Linked DNA regions of Callithrix jacchus: region 1 is linked to region 2. The links are chromatin contacts, called in public Hi-C maps. All regions are on one chromosome and are shown on one strand. The core of a region is the stretch at or near the end of the contact, and the rest is flanking DNA. Distances in the headings are between cores, read along the strand shown.

The links. A called contact is a pair of places that touch in the nucleus more often than the background predicts.
Region 1: a Hi-C map of induced pluripotent stem cells shows a contact between it and region 2, with 4 times the contacts expected there. The contact joins two enhancer-like sites. A contact is called at or near these places in 3 of 3 Hi-C or Micro-C datasets (induced pluripotent stem cells and skeletal muscle).

What each region holds. Positions count from the first base shown.
Region 1 is chr11:36,032,434-36,036,473 of calJac240_pri, reverse strand. No RefSeq gene overlaps it. Among named protein-coding and RNA genes, the nearest start is that of CDCA7L, 180 kb to the left of the region's middle. Within about 2 kb of position 1,748, at least 3 of the 16 cell types and tissues checked have an H3K27ac peak or open chromatin away from gene starts, as enhancers often do.
Region 2 is chr11:35,828,704-35,832,941 of calJac240_pri, reverse strand. All of the region lies in intron 5 of RAPGEF5 (Rap guanine nucleotide exchange factor 5), which reads right to left. Among named protein-coding and RNA genes, the nearest start is that of RAPGEF5, 67 kb to the right of the region's middle. Within about 2 kb of position 1,526, at least 2 of the 16 cell types and tissues checked have an H3K27ac peak or open chromatin away from gene starts, as enhancers often do.

The sequences.
Region 1 (4,040 bases), core at 499-2,998, 200 kb before region 2:
AGTTGTAAGAGGATCAGCTTGGATGATGGCTCTCAATTGGTTGCTGTCAACCTCTGATGGCGGCCACTGTGCTCCTCATCGTCAAGGCTGTCACCTCCTTGAACTGCCACCGCACTGTACCTTCGTTAGCAGTTCCTGGGCCAAATGCATTATTGATGTTACAAGTTATCTCTGCTATTTTACAACCTGTTTTGAACTCGAATAAGAGAATTGCTCGAATTTGCTTTATGTCTACGATCATTTCTACAGTCTAAAATACACCTAAAATAAACAGGAAGTAATAAGTCATTAGCAAACAAGTGTTAAGCGAGCAATGCCCATTAAAATGATGTATAACATAAACACATTTATTTAAGAATGTGGCCGGGTGTGGTGGCTCACACCTGTGATTCCACCACTTTGGAAGGCTGAGGCAGGAAGATCACCTAAGGTCAAGAGTCCGAGACCAGCCTGGCCAACATGGTGAAACCTCGTGTCTACTGAAAATACAAAAAAACTTAGCTGAGTGTGGTGGCATGTGCCTATTGGCCTAACTACTCGGGGAGCCGGAGGCAGGATAATTGATTAAACCCAGGAGGCGGAGGTTGCAGTGAGCCAAGACCATGCCACTGTACTCCAGTGTGGGTAACAGAGGGAGAGTCCATCTCAAAAAAATGTACTCCAGTATCAAATGGCAAATTCCAACAATGCCAAAACCACAATTACTTTTGCGCTCACCTATTTGTTTCATATTATTTTTCCTTTACTATGTTGTGAGGGGCATGTTTGTGTGTAATTACGTCTATAGACCAGCTATTAGATGTAGGGCACGGTGCTCGTCCATTTCAGTTCATCTGTCCTCTAAGTGACCGATACCCTGATATGCCTGAGACTTTCCAGGTTTTAGTACCGGAAGGTCTGTGTCCCAGGAAACCCTTCATCCTCAGGCAAACCAGGATGGGTGGTCAACCCACAAAATAATCCCATGATGCACATGAGAAAGCCAAGGCTCAGAGAGGTTATAAAAACGTATCTGAGCTCACAAAACTAATTAGGGGTGGGACCTGGCTGTGTCCTCAGAAAATCCGTGCTCTGTCCATCATGTCATGCTGCCTGTTCATGGGCAGGGACTGGTCTTATTTCAGTTTGTATCTTCATGCCTGCCACGATCCCTGGCATATTTGATGGATGCATGAATGAGGTCACCAATACGTAATCAATTATTCCATGGTGAGCCGGTGAACTAACTAAGCCCTGCCCCCTCCCACCCTGTGATTCTACATAGTCACAGAATGTTAGAAAGTCCGACTCAGAGATGATGGCTTGCCCAAGGTCACAGTGGCAGAGAGATGGTAGGTCAGGAGCAGAACCCATGTTTCCTGACTCCTGCTCCAGGGATCTTTCAATTGGAGCTCTTCATGAAATGAACCAAGGGGCAGAGGAAATCATGAGCGAAGACTGGGCTCTTAAAACTTCTAGCTGAAGACACTAAAGCAGCTCTGAAATGCCAGCATTTGCACTGCTAAAAACCCCTAAGATTGGGAACGTATTTTCTTAAGGGAAAAGAAGAATAACATGGTCAAAAGGGGGTGATTTGCACATTAGGAGGGCTTTGTACGGGAGCAAGAAATGCAGGAACTGACACATATATCACCCAGGAGGATGCTTTTTTTTCTGTGTGAATCCTCCCCACTCCCACCTCAGCCCACCCCACAGCAGTCAAGCTTTGGGTCCAAACCAATCTGGCATCTCCAAAATGGAAGCACTGTTTGGAGACAAAGTGGCCAGGCACTGCCGGCCAGAGAAGGGACAATGCCCCACACCCACTGCCTGCCCGCTCTGAAATGCCCATTTATCTCCATTTTTATCGACATCTCTTGGCTTCCAGGCCCTATTTGTGCTTTGTCCTTGGTCCTTATTGACCTATTTGATTCGGAGGGGAAGCTCAGCCGCAGGCAAATGGGTATTTTAATGCACAATGGAAAACATGGGTTCCTCTAGTGCCACGGGCCGCTCCCAGAATCTTGACCCTGACCTTTTCAGCAGAGTGTAGCCACGCACTCCACCCAGCCCAAAGGACAAAAGGGCCCCAGGGCACACACTGGGGCCAAGAAAAGGAACTGAATGGTGAAATGCTGCTGACTTTTCCTTCTGGATCTGGCTTTGAGACTCTTATATGGAAAAGAAGGATGGAGAAGAGGTGGAAACAAAGCTTAGTCTTTGTCTGATTCAGTCTTTGTGCTCTCCCTGCCCACTCCTCTGGCAGACCATGGAGGCCACACCGGGCACACCTGGGCACGTTCCAGATGCTTATGAAGAGCTGGGGAAGTAGGGCTGCTCAGTTGTGAGAATCTGGGAAATTCTCAGTCCTCATGGGTTCTGTGAGCAGCCAAAGTGATCAGCCCTGAAGGGATGGTCAGGGTGACAGTGAAGAGGTTTGATTACTTGACAGGTGAGCAGAGGATGGTATTCTCAGCAGCCCTAATCAGTGAGTGTTGCTTCTGAGCACAGCTCGGCTAATGTCCCACACTGTTGCTGAGCCTCAAGGAAGAATGGGCTGATGGAGGTCCCAGGCCTCCTAGACCAAACGTAGCTGGCACAGACCTCTGGCATGGTTCACCTGGAACCTGTTCTGGGAACGTGAACGTGGACTCATCTTAGCAATGTGTGCTCAGGAATGTGATGGAATTGCTGCCAGTTCCTGGGACAGGCAGACCCCCGAACCCTGGGAGGCATCTGAAGGGACCTCCCTGACACCCCAGCCAGCTCCATGGGCTCCACACTTAATCAAGCAGGTCATCAGTGATCTCTACCTTCCAGGGCCCAGAGGCCCAGCAGGCAGGGTTTGCTCTGTGATGTGACAATGCTGCTGAGTCTCCTGCCACTCACCGTCGCACCTCTGGGTGTAAATGCATCTTTCCTGGGTTACCATTGCTCTTCCAGCACCACTGAGGTACCTCCCTTGTTCTGGTTTTGCGATGAACACTGATAAATAAATGGTAAAGAAGGCAGCCTGTACTTGAGGGGACATCTAGTGTATTGGGAGGTGGGGAGGAGGCCAACTAGTCCATAGGCTCTGACTCAGTTGGAGAGGGGAAAACTCAAGTGTTAAGAGGGTGCTTGGTTTTTGTGGGGGGCGGGATTCCGGTGTAGGCTCGAGGGGCCAGTGCAGGTTTCCTGGGAGTGCTGAGACCTGGGGCATGAAGAATAGTTAGTTACGTGAGGAGGAGAGAGGAGATCCAGGTCTGAGAGCCCACATCCACTGCTCCAGAAGCTCCACCCGTTCTGGAACCACACTTCCTGAACTAGCTCTGGAATGTAGACCCGTGTTTAGCACAGCGACTCCTACTGCCTCCAAGTTCCCGCTTGGTGCTTGGCTGTTGAACAAATTAGCTCAAAGACCTGGAGGCGAGTACCTGGATATTTTACTGTGCTAGAGTGGAGCGAAGGTGTGGGGTGTGGAGCAGGGACAGGCAGCAGAAGCCGGAGGTGAGGCTGGAGAAGGACAGTGGCTGGGCAGCCGCATTTGGGCACCTGCACCGTCTCCTGAGGGCCAGGGGTGGGAGTGGAGGAAGACTGGAGACCTGCCTCTCCATCCTTTCCCTGCCAGCACTCTCTTCATTTCCTTAGGAGTCAACAGACCTGTGCAAACCTCAACTTTCCCGGTTCGGCTCCTTTTCCATCGTCTTGATTTCTGTATTTTAAAAAAACAAGGCTGCATTCTATTGTAGGAGAACAATAATGTACTGGACCATGTCCTTGTAAGACAGAGCTGCAAAGCCATGTCTTGCAATAGCGCCCCATTGTGGCATGTGATTGAAACCAGCCCTTCAAGAACAGGCGTTTCTGACTTAAACTCTGTACAGCATCACCATATTCCCAGCAGATGTCGCTAACGTCTCACATTTTGGTCAGGCCAGCAGCAAGCACCTCAGTCAACAAATACTTAATAAGCAGCGAACTTACTAAGTGCATTGTGCACCAGGCTGAGCACTTTGTACATAAAAATTCCTGGGGCAGGAAGAAGAGTTACTTAAATGAGGAGGAGAGAGGAGATCCAG
Region 2 (4,238 bases), core at 277-2,776:
CACCATGAAATCTTATTGGCTCTTCCTTCAGGACATCTCTCTCACCTGACCATGTCTCACCACCTCCATCACTACCACTATGGGCCCAGCCACAACATCTCTTACCTGGACCCAGGAGCCAGCGTAGTCTTGCTAAGATGTACGTTAGTTCACGATACTCTACTTAAAATCCTTGAATGACTTCCCATCTCACTTAGCATATAGCCAAGATATTTTTGTATTTGAAAATAGGTAATTAATGAAGATGATATGTATCCAAGGTGTACAACATGATTATTTGTGAATACACTGTGATGATTAGCACAATCAAATTAACACACCCATCACCACTCATGCTGTACATTAGACCTCTAGAACTTGCTCAGTTTATAAATGAAACTTTGTACCCTTTGATCAACATCTCCCTATTTCCCCTACCCATGATGTCTATATTCTGGACAAGTCTGTTTTGCTTAACAAAGCAAATTCCTATGGAAAAAAGAAGAAGTGGGATGGTGGAAGAATGAGAATTAGATTTTTCTGGAGATCTCTGATATCATCAACACAAACACTTGTTCACCTTCTCAGGAGAAGATAATTTTTCACAGCATCCAGCTACTAGTTATGCTTGCAGAAAAAATGTGCTAAACAGGAATAAATTGTGAATGTGAAAGGTTTCATTAAGAGTCCAGAGTGTATGGTTGTAGATTAATCTAAAATGAGTAAAATTAAATATTACTGATACTGTTTCTCATATTTGATTTTGAGGACTTGAGTATTAATGTTTAATATTTAATTAGATGGTTCTATTTCAAACGCTAATATAATCAGGCCTAGTTCTCCAATTTTTGCTAAAATTCCTGTACTACTCTTAAATATAGATGTACTCTGATAAAGATAAGCAATCTGTTCCCACACCTGGAAGAAGCCTTGTCTATAAACAGTGGAAATTTTGAAGGACTCAGTGTTTCTTTGGGAGAGGAGGTAATGAGTAATCACAAAGACTAGGACTAGCCGATTTCATAACACTTTTTTACAAAAACAGTTTAAAGTAATAAGTGGAAATGTTCTTCACTTATAATGCCAATACAAATCTTATGCCAAGTTTCATCACAAAAACTTTTTGAGAAATATTTAAAAAAAAAAAGTTTGTTGACCCACGTGGTATTTCCTCCTCTCCAAGTGTCATGAGGATGTGATGAGGAAAAGTTAAGAGTGCAAAGGGTAGGCTTGGGACATCGGAATAGCAGACTTGAACTTAAGCTCTCCAGCCAGAGAGTGTGAATCCATCACCACTTCAGAAACTAAGGAGGCCAAGGGATGTCTCATGTTGCTAACAGATGTCAGGTAGAAAGGAAAAACCAGGTGGGATAAGGAGAACAAAGGAAGCAGAGGTGAGGGGTTGGTGGAGGTGCTATTTTGTGTAGGGTGGTAAGAGGAGACAGGTACCTGAATTTTGGGAACCATCACCATGACACGATATTAAGTACATGACTGGGTGAGGGCACATCCAAAGTGAGAGCAGAAAAATAAGAGAAGTCCAAGACTGACCTCTACTGTGTTTAGAGGTCACTGCTTCAAATTGTAGGTTTCATTATTTAGGAACAGCCCAGTCTGAATAATCTGAGGCCAACAGATCAGGAGACAACTGGAACTAAAAAGACAGTTTTTAACTCACAGTTCCCCAGGGGAGGGGGCATGACATACCAGGAGGGGCCACACAGGAAGGCACCAGTGTCAGTCAAGAGGCAGAGGACATGGGGGAAAATGTGGGAAACCTTTACTGTGGTTTCCCCAGAACACAACAGGTGAGGCCTGCCTGAGGATGGACTGTTCTTTACTATCAGCGGCTAAGTTCTTTACTATCTCTAGGAATGGCTATTCCTGGGATAGGCAGTCTCTCCAGGGTCAGCAAGGCCCCAGATGTCAAAGCAATGAAACACAGTTAGTACAATCAGGAAAAGGAAGAATTAGCAAAGGAGCCTTAAAAGCAGCAGCTGGCAAGGCAGAAGAACCAAGAGATGTTATCCCAGGGGACAGTTGGAAAAACTGCTCCTAGGAGGACATGATCAATTGTGCCAATGCTGCTGACATGTCAAGTAAGATGAGGACTGAAAAATTAACCACTGCATTTGGCAACATGGAAGACTTTGCTAATCTTGACAAGGTTGACTTCAGTGGAATAGTACTGTTGAAAGCCTGAATGGAGCAGATTCAGAAAAGAATAGAAGAGGTAGAGAAAGTAACCACAAACATCTTTTGAAGAGTTTTGCTGTAAAAGGGAACAGAGACATTGTGCAGCAGCTAGAGGGAGACATAGGGAAATATCAACACATGCTGAAGAGAACAATCCAGTAGAGAGGAAAAAGCTGACGAAGCAGGGAAAAAATGAGAATTCAGAAATGAGATCCTGGAGTAGGGGTGCAGAGATGGGATCAGTACACAATGTGAGGGGAAGTGACCTTAAATAAGAATGCATCCATTCTTATCAGGAGCAAAGACAGAGTCCACCAATATAGATGCAGGCAGATTGACAGATTTGGTAAATAAAATAATGAGGAAGATGGTTTTAAAAATGTTCCTTTCAATGAAATAAAAAGCAAGGAAAAAGAGGTAAGAGGGGAGCAATTGTGACAGAGTTTTCTAGGAAACTGAATTTATCAAGAAATGAACAGGACCAGCCAGCAGCACTGAATATAAAATAAGACTGATCATCCTTAGACTCCTTAACGAACCACCTCTTCCATCTACCTTTAAAATCTGACAGAACAAGATGCTAGACGACCATGGTCAGTGATGGTGGAAGAGAGAGAAAGTATTTATCCTGTGATTTTCTATGTATATAACTATATTGTCTGCAAAGAGAGATGGCTTTCGGTTTTCCTCCAAATATGTGCCTTTTATTTCTTTTTCTTGACTTTTTGCACTGGCTGGAATGGAAGAGATGCTACTAAGAGAAGATATATTAGCCTTGTTCTCAGTCTTAGTAGGAAATGATTTAGTCTCTCACCATTAAGTATGATGCAAGCTATGGGTTTTATACAAAGTCTTATCAGATTGCGGAAGTTCTCTTATATTTCTAATTTTCTGAGAATTTTTATCATGAATGGGTATTAAATTTTCTCAAATTCTTTCTCTGCATCTATGAAATTTATCATATAATTTTTCTGCTTTTAGTCTGTGAATATGGTGAATTACATCGAATGATTTTTGAGTGTTGAGCCATTCTTGTATTCCTGGGATAAACTCCCCTTTTTCATAATGTATTTATAATTTTTATATGTGAGAAAGATTGTGTCTATACTAATGAGTCATATTAGTCTGTTGTTTTCTTTCTCTGAAATTTGTCATGACAGTGCTGGCCTCATAAAATGAATGTGAAACAGTCACTCCTCTTCAATTTTCTGGAAGAGACTGTATAGAAATGATATGATTTGTCTGGCCATACAACCCTAAAAGTGCCCGATCTTGTCCCACATCAGAAGCTAAGCAGGATTGGGCCTGGTTAGTACTTGGTTGGGAGAAATAACATAACTTATTTTTTAAATGTTTGATTAAATCTGACAGTATATCCATGTAAGCCCATAGTTTCCTTGTTTGAAGGTTATCAACTACAAATTCAATTACTTTAGTGTGCATCGTTCTATTCAGATTCTTCTTGAAGGACCATAGGTAGTTAATGTCTTTCAAAGAATTTGTCCATTCCACCTGTTTTCAAATTAATGCTCATATAGTTGTTCATAATATTCATTTGTTAGCCTTCAAATGTAAGTCTGCAGTGATATTCCTGCTTTAATTCCTGATATTGGTAATATGTCTTTTTGTTTTCTTCAACAGTCTGGTTAGAGATTTAGTACTTTTTTTTGTTTCAAAGAACCAACTTAGTTTCATTAGTTGCTTTTTCTAATTTATTTTCACTTAAATTGATTTTTGTTATCTTTATTAATTCTTTCTTTCTGCTTGTTTTGGGTTTGTTTTTCTTTGGCTAGCTTGCTGAGATGGAAGCCCTCATCATTGATCTAAGACATTTATTTTTTCCTAACATAAGCATTAAAAGCTATTGATTTTCCTCTAAGCATTGCTTTAGCTGCATCTCACAATTTTGAGCATATTGTGTTTTAATGTACAATCTATACTAAATATTCCCTATTTCCTTTGGGACTTCCTTGTTCAGCCATGAGTTGCTTCAAAGAATGCTGATTTCCAAATAGTAGATTTTATAAATATCATTTTACCTTTAAATAAATTATTATATATGC